3 separate regions of the Mus musculus genome follow, and all the other regions are linked to region 1. Evidence: chromatin contacts called from public HiCAR-type and promoter capture Hi-C data. All regions are on one chromosome and are shown on one strand. Each heading gives the region's core, a stretch centred on a gene start, on an enhancer-like site or on the middle of the called end of the contact. The rest is flanking DNA. Distances are from core to core; before and after follow the strand shown.

Region 1 (3,985 bases), core at 425-2,924:
GCTATCTACAGAAAAATGATTATTAAAATCAGAAGCAAGATTAACAGGAGTAGATTTGTCATGTTTTAAGGTGAAACTCATACTTAGAAGGCAAGTAACCTGGATTATTATGCTTTGCCTGTACAACTTCATATCACTCTTAAAATCCCCTTAAAACTCCATTCTACCATGGCTTCATGATTCTGTTTATTTTCTCAATAAACACCCTCTCTCCATGTGGCTCACTCTAAATCACAATCAGCTCTGGTATTTCCTTCTTAAACAGACCCTACCAAAAAGAAAGGCTTCATAACTTTTCCACACATTCCACATAGTTCATTAAGGTTATCATAGTGATTTAGAAAATACATCATTGATTTATTTACTTCACAACTTATATAAATCATGAATGTGTGCTCAGTGTAAATTTAGGCAAATTAAGAGAAAAACTTCTAAAAGAGACAACTTTTTTTGCATAGAGTAAACCTTTACAGACCCATTCATCCAGATTGATGTTCTTCCAATTTTTCAATAAATCTTCTCTTCATGAAGCTAGTAAAGCAGCGAATAAATCAGACCATATACAAATACACATATTAGTAAATACACATACATATTAAAGATCGTGCAAAAGAATAAGAGAAGTAGACGGAGAAAGAAAATGTTGGTACTGCAAGTAAAATGTGGACAAGAAAACAGATGATGTGAAATTTATAAATAAATGTCAACTACTTTAAGAGAATGTTCCTTTTTCTATGAATTTCTACTATAAAGGTTAATTTCCAGACTTTTTGGTGACCTTTTCTCAACAACGACAACAAAAATTCATAATGTTTTCACTATTCTGTGCAAATGATTTCTATGTCATTGTTATTATATAAATCACTACCTTTTCTAGAAGGTGATAGAAGAGCAAGTCAAAGGAATTTTTACAGAGGTGTGAACACACAAATGTATGTATCTTGGTCCTATAAAACAGTACAACTAAAGACAACTGATTTTTAAACAGTAATAATTCATCTTAATTGAAAAAATCATATTAAATCATGGCAAATATAGACATTTGGTGTACACATGTCACATAAGCCAGCACTACCCTCTAACAGGTAGGGACTGAAAGATGATAGGGAAACCTGCAAGTAAAGTCTGTTTTGATATGTCAAATAGGTATCTAAGCTGCTTGTCCAGGGTTTGAAACTTGTGTGTGTGTGTGTGTGTGTGTGTGTGTGTGAGAGAGAGAGAGAGAGAGAGAGAGAGAGACAAAGAGACAGAGAGACAAAGAGACAGAGAGACAGAGACAGAGAGAGAGACAGAGAGAGAGACAGAGAGAGAGAGAGAGACAGAGAGAGACAGAGAGAGACAGAGACAAACAGAGACAGAGAGACAGACAGAGACAGAGCTTGAAAGAAAATAAACAAACACACACCGAGGTCTTTTAGGGGTAGTGTCCGGGTGAAACCCAGCCTGGCTTATATTAACATTGCTGAAGAGCCCCTAGAATCAAGAAGGGAGAGTCGTTTCTGCTGTCGTGCCATTCTTTAGCTATACAATCGCTTTGGTTCTGTGCTCCACAGCTCTCCTGCACCACCCAGACAAGCTGTGCTCGCGTCACAGCGCCTTCCCCTCCGTGTAGCATCATGTGACTCAATGGCGCCGCCAATCAGCTTCGCTCGGAGATATTCAAATCAGCAGCGCGGCAGTTGTTTCCGACACCAACTCCAGGCCACAGAGGTTCCTGCTACCGCGCACTTTCCGCAGCCTCTCAGCCCGGCAATGATAGCATGGAGCGTCAGGGTGCTCCTCTTGGACCTTACCGGGCCACCAAGCTGGTAAGAACGTGGAGGAGAGGGACCAGAGACCGAGGTTTTCCGAGGGATCCTGGGTGTAAAAAAGTTTCCTGAGGGGATTCAGAGCTACTAGATTCGTGAGCCAGGGATCTGGTATCCCGAGTGAGCCAAGGCGCCTAGATTTCGGAGAAAGGTGCTGAGGGAAAGGTGCTGAGATGCAGCTGCTCCTGTCCGGGTCTTTGATTTGCACTCCTCTCTGGTATTTCTCAGTTTCAGATCCAAAGTGCTCTACCCCAAAATTGTATCACTTTCTGACTCTGCGAGACAACTCCTCAGATGTCTTCTTTCCCCCTGATTCGCATAATAGTCTTAGCCACTTTTCACTTGTAATCTACAGCCTCTCAGAATTAGAAATTAAAGTTTCAAGTCTGGAAGCCCAGGCATGACAGCTTGGCTTATTGACCCTATAGAATTTGTGAGTAGCACTAGGAAAGAACTATTCAACCTAAACCCCGAGTACTTTAGTAATCACTTTTAATAGTCACTGGGGCTGCGCATTTGGATTACATTGAGATTCACCTAACCTCAGTTTCCACATTGGTACAATGGCACAATACATGCCCACTTTAAGAGATTTTCTAAAAATATTCTGTGTATGAGAATGTGTGATAGTCTATAGAATAACAAGCAAATTGTCTTCTCACAAATGCTGGCCCTACTTTACCTTGTGGGAACTAAGTTTCAAAGAAGGAACTCTCTGAAAGCCACATAAATGATGGATGGAAGAACTAGAAAATGTACCACTTTCTGTCAGGGTGATCTTGATATTCTAGTGCTCAACAAGTAGTGGTGGTTATGTTTATCAGTAGAAAGGATGGAATTTAGTTTTGAAATGTACCTTAATGAGGTAGTCCTGTCACATCTTATATGAATTTACCATCTTATATGAAAGTAACATAAGCAACCCCCCACACACAAAAATGTCAAGTACTAACAAAAATTTACATAAAATAAGGGTTTTGTTGATTACCACAAGATAGATATTAATACAAGGATACTGAGGTACAGGGAAGGAAAGAACAAAGATTTATAAACAAAAAGTAAGACTAAAGTTTAAGCAAATACAAAATGTTTCAGCCTGGGAACTTACAAATCCATCACATTTCAAAAATATTGTGACATCTGTGAGTGCAGAGTCACATGTTACTTTATTACTGTGGTGAAGCAGTTCAGTACAGTTTCTTGAAAGTAATGAGAGAGGTTTGGGGAAAAATAATTATATTTACTGTTTTTCAGCTGTAAAACCAATATTGTGATCTTACACGTGATACAGTAGTAATATAATTAATAGTCTCATATATAAGGTTAATAATCTGTTTCTAACATGATTTTTTTCTATTAAAAAGTTGTGTTAATTGTATTATGTTCTAGTGTTGATGTCACAAATCTAGAAAGTTGATGTATTTGAAGGTAACTCAGAAAATAAATGGTTTTCTTTACATAAATATTCATAAGTTCATTAAATGTGCAATGGATTTGTTTTACTAATCATTTTATCTCTACTATCTATGTTCCTTATAGATATTTGTTTGCTTGATTGATTGTTTTAAGGCAGGTCTTTCTATGTGGTTCTGGCTGTCCTGCTACTCACCATGCAGACCAGGTTGTACTTGAACTCACAGAGATCCACCAAGCTTTGCCACTAGGCCCAGCACTATAGGAATCTTCATAAGAGATACTGTACTAAATACCTAGCATTAAAAGCCCTTTGGCATTATAATTGCTGCATGCCAGAAATCTTATCTGGCTAGTACAGTAATTGAACACAGATTCTAGACAGAGAATCTGTCTTTTGCTGTTGTTTGTTCATTTTGTTTCAATTTTATTTTGTGATTTAAAAAAAAAAAAACCTATGGCACCAGTTCTACTTTTAATTTTGGAATAGGGGTTTCACTAGGTTGTGCAGGCTGGCTTTGAACTCACTTTGTAGCCTATCCAGGACTTGAACATAACAAAGTTCATGCTCAGCCTCTGGAATTATAGGCATATAATTATAGAATTATAGACCCACTTGAATGTTTAAATCATCAGTTCTTAACCTGTGGGTTGTGACCTCTTAGAGGATTGATTACATGTCAGATATCCTGTATATCAGATATTTACATTACAATTCATAACAGCAAAATTACAGTTATGAAGTAGCAATGAAATAATTTTAT
Region 2 (3,985 bases), core at 463-2,962, 1.9 Mb before region 1:
TTCAGGTTTCAAGGAGTGGGGAAGGTCTTGAGGGGTGGGGGGTGGGGAACATCCTCTTGGAGCCGGGGTTTTGGGGGGAGGAGGAGGTATGGGATGTGGAACAGTTAGAAGGCAGACCAGGAGGGGGATTAAAGAATTAAAAAAAAAAATGTTTTAAAGAAATTCTCTTTAATACAAGATAGTGCATGTTAGCAGTTTAGCCACTAGAGGGGAGTGTCGTTTCAAATGAACTAAGTCAACTCTTGGCAGCTAGCAAAAGAACCAACAGGAAAACAACCAGGAGAATCTAAAAGTTACTTATTTGCAGGGTGAACAGCTAAAATGTAGGTAACTCTGGCTGGGAAAAAAAAAATGCTTCAAGAAGAGAAGGGTTTCTGAAACTTTGTTAAGAGCTGTCAACAAAGGAATACACATGGCTCCAGCTGCATATGTAGCAGAGGATGGTCTTGTCATGGTATCAAGTGGAAGGAGAGGTCCTTGGTCCTATGAAGGTTGGATAGATGCCCCAGTGTAGGGGAATCAAAGGTGGGGAGGTGGGAGTGGGTGGGTGGGTGGAGGAACACCCTCTTAGAAGCAGGGGGAGAGATGTGATAGGGTGTTACAGGGAGGGGCGGGAAAGGGGATAACATGAAATGTAAATGAAAATATCCAATAAGAGAGAGAGAGAGGGAGAGAGAGAGAGAGGGAGAGAGAGAGAGAGATTGATTAACTATCTTTGCCAATACATGTTCTTATGGTCGACCTTCTCAGTAAGCATTAGGCAGGGGGAAGTGACCTAATGAATAGAATGCTAACCACTCAAAGGAAGACCTGAATTGGGATTCCCAACACCTGAGTAAAAGTAGCCTGGCTGTTGGGCTTGGGTGTGTGAGGCCATACCAGGCCGGGAGTCACAGTGGAAGACACTCCATGTTGAAGTCTGACCTCAATGTAAATACGAAAGGACTCTCTCTCTCTCTCTCTCTCTCTCTCTCTCTCTCTCTCTCTCTCTCTCTCTCTCTCTCTCTCTCACACACACACACACACACACACAGCGGGGTGGGAAATAGGGGGATGATAATGTAAACAAGTTAGTTATTAATAAATATAAAATTTTTGATCTAACTAAAGGGTGGCATATTTTCTTTGATGTATGAATTCCAGAATACTCTTAAAATTTAAATGTATCATTATACTGAAATGTCACTCAGTGAAAATGTGAATTTGCTATGTACTTTCACCTGTGTGCTTACTTGGTTTTGGATTTTTAAACTGACATTATCCTAGAAAAGTATTTTACCAATATGAGTTTGGAATTAGTCCAAAGTAAAATAAGGCAATAGTTTCAGGAAGACTTAAAACACAAACTCATCCCTATTCTTTCCCAGATGTGAGTATCATATGTATATACATATGATATTGATACATATACATATATATATTTATATATATATATTAAATAAAACAAATTCAATGACAGTCAAACATGAGGAGAAATCAGCATTGCGATTCACGCAGCTACTAACATGTCAGATTTCGTCTTTTCTCCAGTGTCACGTAACCCAAAGGCTGATGAGCACTTTACAGAGTCCCAGAGCTGGAGAGGCAGACCTAGGGGGCGCGGCGCCAGGTGATCCCAGCCCACACCGCCCTTCGCCTGCCTACTCGCAGCACCGCCCCTCGAGCTCCAAGGCGCGGGAGGAGCCTCGCGCGGCGTCGGGCGGCGCCTGTCCAGTCCCCGCAGCCTAGCGCGGGAGGCGGCGGGCGATGGAGAGCAGAGCCTGGGCTCCGGCTGTCCCCCAGTGCACTCTGCTGCTATCCCGCAGCTGAGCCGGGAGGCTCCGGCCCCGTGCGCCCTACCGTGGCCCCGCCACTATGGCTAGCATGTGGGCGCCGGAGCACTCTGCTGAAGCGCACAGCAACCTGTCAAGTACTACCGACGACTGCGGCTCCGTGTCCGTGGCCTTTCCCATCACCATGATGGTCACTGGCTTCGTGGGCAACGCGCTGGCCATGCTGCTCGTGTCGCGCAGCTACCGGCGCCGCGAGAGCAAGCGCAAGAAGTCTTTCCTGCTGTGCATTGGCTGGCTGGCGCTCACCGACTTAGTGGGGCAGCTCCTGACCAGCCCGGTGGTCATCCTCGTGTACCTGTCACAGCGACGCTGGGAGCAGCTCGACCCATCGGGGCGTCTGTGCACCTTCTTCGGGCTAACCATGACAGTGTTCGGGCTATCCTCGCTCCTGGTGGCCAGCGCCATGGCCGTGGAGCGCGCCCTGGCCATCCGTGCGCCGCACTGGTATGCCAGCCACATGAAGACTCGCGCCACGCGCGCGGTACTGCTGGGCGTGTGGCTGTCTGTGCTCGCCTTCGCGCTGCTGCCGGTGCTGGGCGTGGGCCGCTACAGCGTGCAGTGGCCGGGCACGTGGTGCTTCATCAGCACCGGGCCGGCGGGCAACGAGACAGACCCTGCGCGCGAGCCGGGCAGCGTGGCCTTTGCCTCCGCCTTCGCCTGCTTGGGCTTGCTGGCTCTGGTGGTGACCTTTGCCTGCAACCTGGCGACCATCAAAGCCCTGGTGTCCCGCTGTCGGGCCAAAGCCGCCGTCTCGCAGTCCAGCGCCCAGTGGGGCAGAATCACCACGGAGACGGCCATCCAGCTCATGGGGATCATGTGTGTGCTGTCCGTCTGTTGGTCGCCGCTATTGGTAAGTAGTTGGTAGAGTGGGGGCGTTTGTAGGGAGCCGTAAATGTAGGGAAACTTTCTGAAAGTGACTAGCACCCAGAATTCCTGCCGCTCATGCGGCCCCGGGTTGCAGCCTCCAGCCAAGAGCCTAAGCCGCTTGCGGAGCTTACAAGAGCTAGTCAAGTCGGTCCAGACTTGCCAGGCGCTTGTGAAGATGCAAACAGCCTAGGCACAGAGGTGGGTAGACGCTGCTCAAGCCAGTGCAGACTGATGTTTGCCCCTTGCGTTATAAGAGGAGGTATGATGACAACTCTAGCTCAACCTGCTAATCCCGCTGCGATGTTTGGGCACCTGGGAGCCAGGCAGGTCCTATGGCTTCAGCCGCACAGCAACTAACCTTCTTGGCAAACTGTCTTTCTGTTGCCAGCACTAAAGGTTCTCAGGTAGCTACTGTCTGCAGGGAGGGTCAGGAAGGCACAGATGCCGCAGCCCCCTAAGAAGCCGGGTACTGTGTACACCAAAGTGGAGGACTCTCCAGTAGCACACACACACACACACGCACTACCCCCCCCAACACACACACACTTGTGCCCCCCCCCCCCATCCTTATAGAGGAGTGAATCGCAGATCTCCGCAATTCCAGAGACAGGAGGTAAGGGTTTCTCGGTCCTTGGCATCGTATCCATCACAGAACTACCCAGAGGAAGCCATGCTTCCGCATGCTCCCTATCCCCAACTCTCACATGGTGTTTTTGAGGGTTTTTTTTTTTTTCCTGTGGCACTTGTAGCTAGAAACTTCTGTGGATAAGTGTGGTTTGCTAATTGGCAAAGAATGGATGCTTACTTTGGGCTCACACAGCCTGGCTTAATGTGCAGAGGAGCATCCCCATGGTGTGGTACAGTTATTGACCATTACATAGCAGACTCGATTCTCTCTCTCTCTCTCTCTCTCTCTCTCTCTCTCTCTCCCTCTCTCTCTCTCTGTCTGTCTTACATCTCTCTCTCCCATTTACATATACAGTTCAGTGAGGTCAGCGACATGTTGATGTGCCACATAAGGTTAATCTCCTTTCAAATGGTTATATGGTTCTTTTCTTTACCCACCCTCCCTGAGTATGTATGACAAGCCTTAGAGATCCCTGCGGTAACTGGCCTGGAGTTGTACAGACAGGACAGTGCTGCTGGGACCTAACTGCTCACAAGTGACTGAGTAGTCACTGTTCTCCAGGAGCTGGAGCACAGGCTGATGTCATCACCATGTTTATCAGAACCAGCACCAATTTTAGACATTTACTGCTGTGGTTGAGGAATGGGGTGTAGGTGGC
Region 3 (3,985 bases), core at 743-3,242, 1.6 Mb before region 1:
ACCAGTCACTTGGTCATTTGTGTTTGTTGAGTCTGGGTCAGTTTCCGTTTTTATAAAAGGATTTAACCCCTGCCCTATGACTTAGCTGCTGTGGTCAAATGGAAATAACAAGGCAGGAAGACTGCAAACACCAAAGTACTCCTAAGTGTGTACTACAAAATTTAGAAATGTTACAACAGTAACAGCTTGTGTAGTGTGTTCTATCATTATCCCAGTTTACACAAGGTCATCTCAAGTCTTGGATGGGTTAAATAGCTTCCTCCAGGTTACTCAGTCAGAGAAGCTGATGTAAGAATTAAAACCCATGTGCTCTTAATCACAAAGCCACACTACTTAGATCAATGGTTGCCAATCTTCCTGATGCTGTGACCCTTTAATACAGTTCCTCATGGTGTAGTGACCCCCAACTAATTATTTTTGTTGTTACTTCGAAACTGTAATTTTGCTACTATTAGGAATCGTGATGTAAATACCTGATACATGTAACCCCTGAAAAGGGTTGTTCCACTCCCAAAGGGGTCACAGCCCAGAGGTTGAGAACTGCTGGCTTAGATGATGAAATGGCTTGAACTATTACATAGCTCAGTTACAGTGCAGCACCATGGAGTCAGTTGCAGAAGGGAGGGGTTCAAGATAAATTAAATCTTATAACCCTATTATCTCAGCTATCTCAGTTTGAACACTTGAGACCTTAGTTCAGGCTAGGATCCTTCTTGTTAACCTTCAGTGAGACTCTACATGTAACACACATAGATTTTAAGTACGCACTTGGTACATAAATACACATTAGCTATTAACTGAACATACCGACTGAAACTAATCTTAATTCTAGGATTTTCATTGTTTAGTGTGTGAGAGAGAGGAGAAAGAGAAAGAGACTGAGGGGGGAGGGAGGAAGAGAAGGACAGGGAGAGAGGGACGGAGTGGGTGAAAGAGACTGGGGACAGAGAGAAGAGAGGGAGGGGGGAGAGAAGGAGAGAGAGGGAGAGTGCAAGCCTTTGGGTGCATCAAAGAACAACTAAGGTGGTGGTTCATGCCTTTAATCCCAGCACTTGGGAGGCAGAGGCAGGCGGATTTCTGAGTTCGAGGCCAGCCTGGTCTACAAAGTGAGTTCCAGGACAGCCAGGGCTACACTGAGAAACCCTGTCTCAAAAACAAACAAACAAACAACAAAAAAAAAACAACTACAGGAGTTGGTTCTCTCCTTCCATCCTATAGATTATGGGATTGAATTATAGTAGTCAGGTCTGGTGACAAGCACCTTTATATACCTGCTGTAATAAACACCATGCCCAAACCAACTTGGGGAGGAAAGAGTTTTTTATTTTACTTCCATTTAACAGTTCACCATGGAAAGCAGTTAGGACAGGAACCTGGAGGCAAGAACTAATGCAGAGGCCACGGAGAGGTGGCTTCTTACTGGCTCGTTCACCCAACTTCTTATAGAACGCAGGGCCACTAGCCTGGGGGGGGGGGGCACCCACCATGGACTTATCCTCCCCCATCAATCTCTAATTAAGAAAATGCCTGCTTGCAGCCTGATCTACTGGAGGCATTGTCTCAATCGAGGTCCCCTCCTCTCTCGCTTGAGTCAAGTTGATATAAAACTAGTCAGCACGACTGCTGAGCCATTTCACCAGCCCAAGAGCCTTCATTTTTCAAAGTAGGACTGGCTGCAGGTAGCTTCGATGCTACAGAATTCAACAACTTACAGTTCTGGTTTTTAACTGAAAATCGCAGAGAGCGCATGTCCCGAGCGCTCCCACAGTCAGCCCAGCCCTGCCCGGCTGCTTACCGAGGACTGGCCCGGGAAGTCCTGCTTAAATGTGGTGGCCAACGAAATGGGCAGCACCACGGCACGAGAATTCCATTGCTCAGGCTCTTGTCCCACGTGGATGGCCTGAGTGGCGAAATGCTGGAAACTAGGCAGGAAGCCGCTCAAAGAGGCGTCCTTCTGCATGCTGGGGCAGGAGTGCGAGGTGTTGCTTTGGCTAAAACCTTCTGGACTTTGGCGCTTATATCCAGGGTGGGGAGGGGCCGACGCAACCAATCATCGCTGGTCCCTAGGCAGCGGCCCTGCTTATTGGTCGGCAGTGGAGGTGTTGCCCCGATCGTTCCTGCCCCGCCTCCCAGTGGCACAGAGCAGTGCCCACGTGGGACACCTCAGCACTGAGGTGCAGCACTCAGCCCAGAGATCCCCTTTGTCTGCAGGATAGGGACGCAACCTCCAGCAGCCTCGCGTGGCCCCAGAGTTCCGGCAAGGGTCACGCAGGCAGGTGCTTCCCTCGGATCTGAGGACCGCCACAGCTGTGCCACCAGCGCCCGCGTCTCTACTCTGGCCAAGATCAGGCCTTAAGGCCCAAGCTTTGCTCCCAAAAAGACGTAGCTTTGACCTAATTTTACACCTTGTCCGAGAACTGGGGAATTTAAGGAGTTTCTGTACCTGGGAAGTCGAACCTAAAACTTTGTTTTTTTTTTTGTTTTTTTTTTTTAAGATTTATTTATATTTACTTATTATTATATGTAAGTACACTGTAGCTGTCTTCAGACACACCAGAAGAGGGAGTCAGATCTCGTTACGGATGGTTGTGAGCCACCATGTGGTTGCCGGGATTTGAACTCAGGACCTTCAGAAGAGCAGTCGGGTGCTCTTACCTGTTGAGCCATCTCACCAGCCCGAACCTAAAACTTTGAAACACTGTTGAACGAATTTGGAAGGTGTTAAGGAATAAACAACTGATTTTAAAAGCTACGGTTTGGAAAAGCTACGAAGAGCAAACACAATCAGTATGCTTTTCAAATTAGCTCCAGACACAATCACCTTCCAGAACCAAGTGTACACTGCCAGAGGCACAGGGGAAGCGGGTAGCCTCTGAAACACTAACGGGTTACCATGCTTGCTTGATTAGTATTTCTCCTTTTAAAGTATGTTCTCAGCCTGAGTATATTTTAACGATGTGTTTGTGTGTGTGTGTGTGTGTGTGTGTGTGTGTGTGTGTGTATTGCACCACATGCATACTTGATGTCTACAGAGGTCAGAAAGGCTGTTGGATTCCCCTGGAACTGCATTTGGAAACAGATGTGATCTGCGTGTGGGAGAGAAAGCCAAGCCCTGGTGCTCTGGAACCAATGCTCCTGCGGGCAATGCTCTTGCTCCCTGAGCCATCTCTAAAGACGTAAGTACATTTTGATGAGATCACAGAAAACACCGAGGAGTAGAAGGGCCTGAAACAGTTCTGAGTCCAGTTCTAAGTACAGTTGGTAAGCCCTGGGTTATACAAACATGGATGTTTTCTATTTGTTTGTATACTTGTCTGTTTATCGTATTTGAGAGTGCAGAGGAATGTGTGGCACACCCATAGAGGTCAGAGGACAGTCTTCCACCTCCCTGTTGACGCAGGGTCTTTGCACTGCTTACCCCAGGCTAGACCACCCAGGAGCTTCAGTGGATTCTCTGTCTTCTACAGTAGGAGAGCTGCTATTACAGATACACAGCAGCACAAAGGTAGATGCTGGAGATAGAACACAGGGTGTCAGGCTGTGCGGCAAGCATTTACCCACTGAGCCATCTTCCCACTGGACATTTTATTTAGTGTAACTGTCACAAAGAGGTCTTTGAAAAGTGGCCCTTATACAGACTTTCTAAATGAGAGGCTTCTGATAAAGTTAGAGGAAGCTGTGGGGTGGCAGCCCAAGATTTAAATTTCTCTATTCACAGGAATGTCCCTTCCACCCAGGAATTTCTCTCTCAGACATCATCTGACCTGTGTGCAAAGCTGAGCATGAGTGACTCCATACCTCTCAGCTAGAATAACGGAAAGCACTTAACTTCCCATCCTTCAGAGTCCAACTAGCTAGATCTATGACAGACGCACAGAGTGGCCAATGAGCAGAAGCACTGAAGAAAACAGACACAGTCTCCTGTTTCCAAGACAGCAAAGAGAACTGCAAAGGAGTATGTGAATCCAGGAGCACATGCTGAGCT

What was found. Promoter capture Hi-C pulls out the DNA fragments that hold promoters and counts their contacts. HiCAR-type assays count read pairs that join an accessible place to other places.
Region 2: a promoter capture Hi-C map of embryonic stem cells shows a contact between it and region 1, with 9 times the contacts expected there. The contact joins the promoter of Ptger3 here to the promoter of Depdc1a in region 1. A contact is called at or near these places in 6 of 39 promoter capture datasets (the 3T3-L1 cell line, cranial neural crest, embryonic stem cells and 3 more) and 1 of 115 datasets of contacts at active chromatin or transcription factors (large pre-B cells).
Region 3: a HiCAR-type map of astrocytes shows a contact between it and region 1, with 5 times the contacts expected there. The contact joins the promoter of Cth here to the promoter of Depdc1a in region 1. A contact is called at or near these places in 10 of 39 promoter capture datasets (the 3T3-L1 cell line, 3T3-L1-derived adipocytes, the C10 cell line and 6 more) and 3 of 115 datasets of contacts at active chromatin or transcription factors (astrocytes, embryonic stem cells and large pre-B cells).

The regions. Positions count from the first base shown.
Region 1 is chr3:159,493,759-159,497,743 of GRCm38.p6, forward strand. Depdc1a (DEP domain containing 1a) reads left to right here and starts at 1,675. Exons shown (of 12, transcript NM_001172092.1): 1 at 1,675-1,808. The coding sequence starts at 1,761.
Region 2 is chr3:157,565,164-157,569,148 of GRCm38.p6, forward strand. Ptger3 (prostaglandin E receptor 3 (subtype EP3)) reads left to right here and starts at 1,713. Exons shown (of 4, transcript NM_001359745.2): 1 at 1,713-2,682. The coding sequence starts at 1,855.
Region 3 is chr3:157,923,071-157,927,055 of GRCm38.p6, forward strand. It overlaps Cth (cystathionase (cystathionine gamma-lyase)), which reads right to left and starts at 1,993. Exons shown (of 12, transcript NM_145953.2): 1 at 1,796-1,993. The coding sequence starts at 1,960. 1810013D15Rik (a long non-coding RNA gene) reads left to right here and starts at 2,138. Exons shown (of 6, transcript XR_867796.2): 1 at 2,138-2,276; 2 at 3,033-3,176; 3 at 3,719-3,955.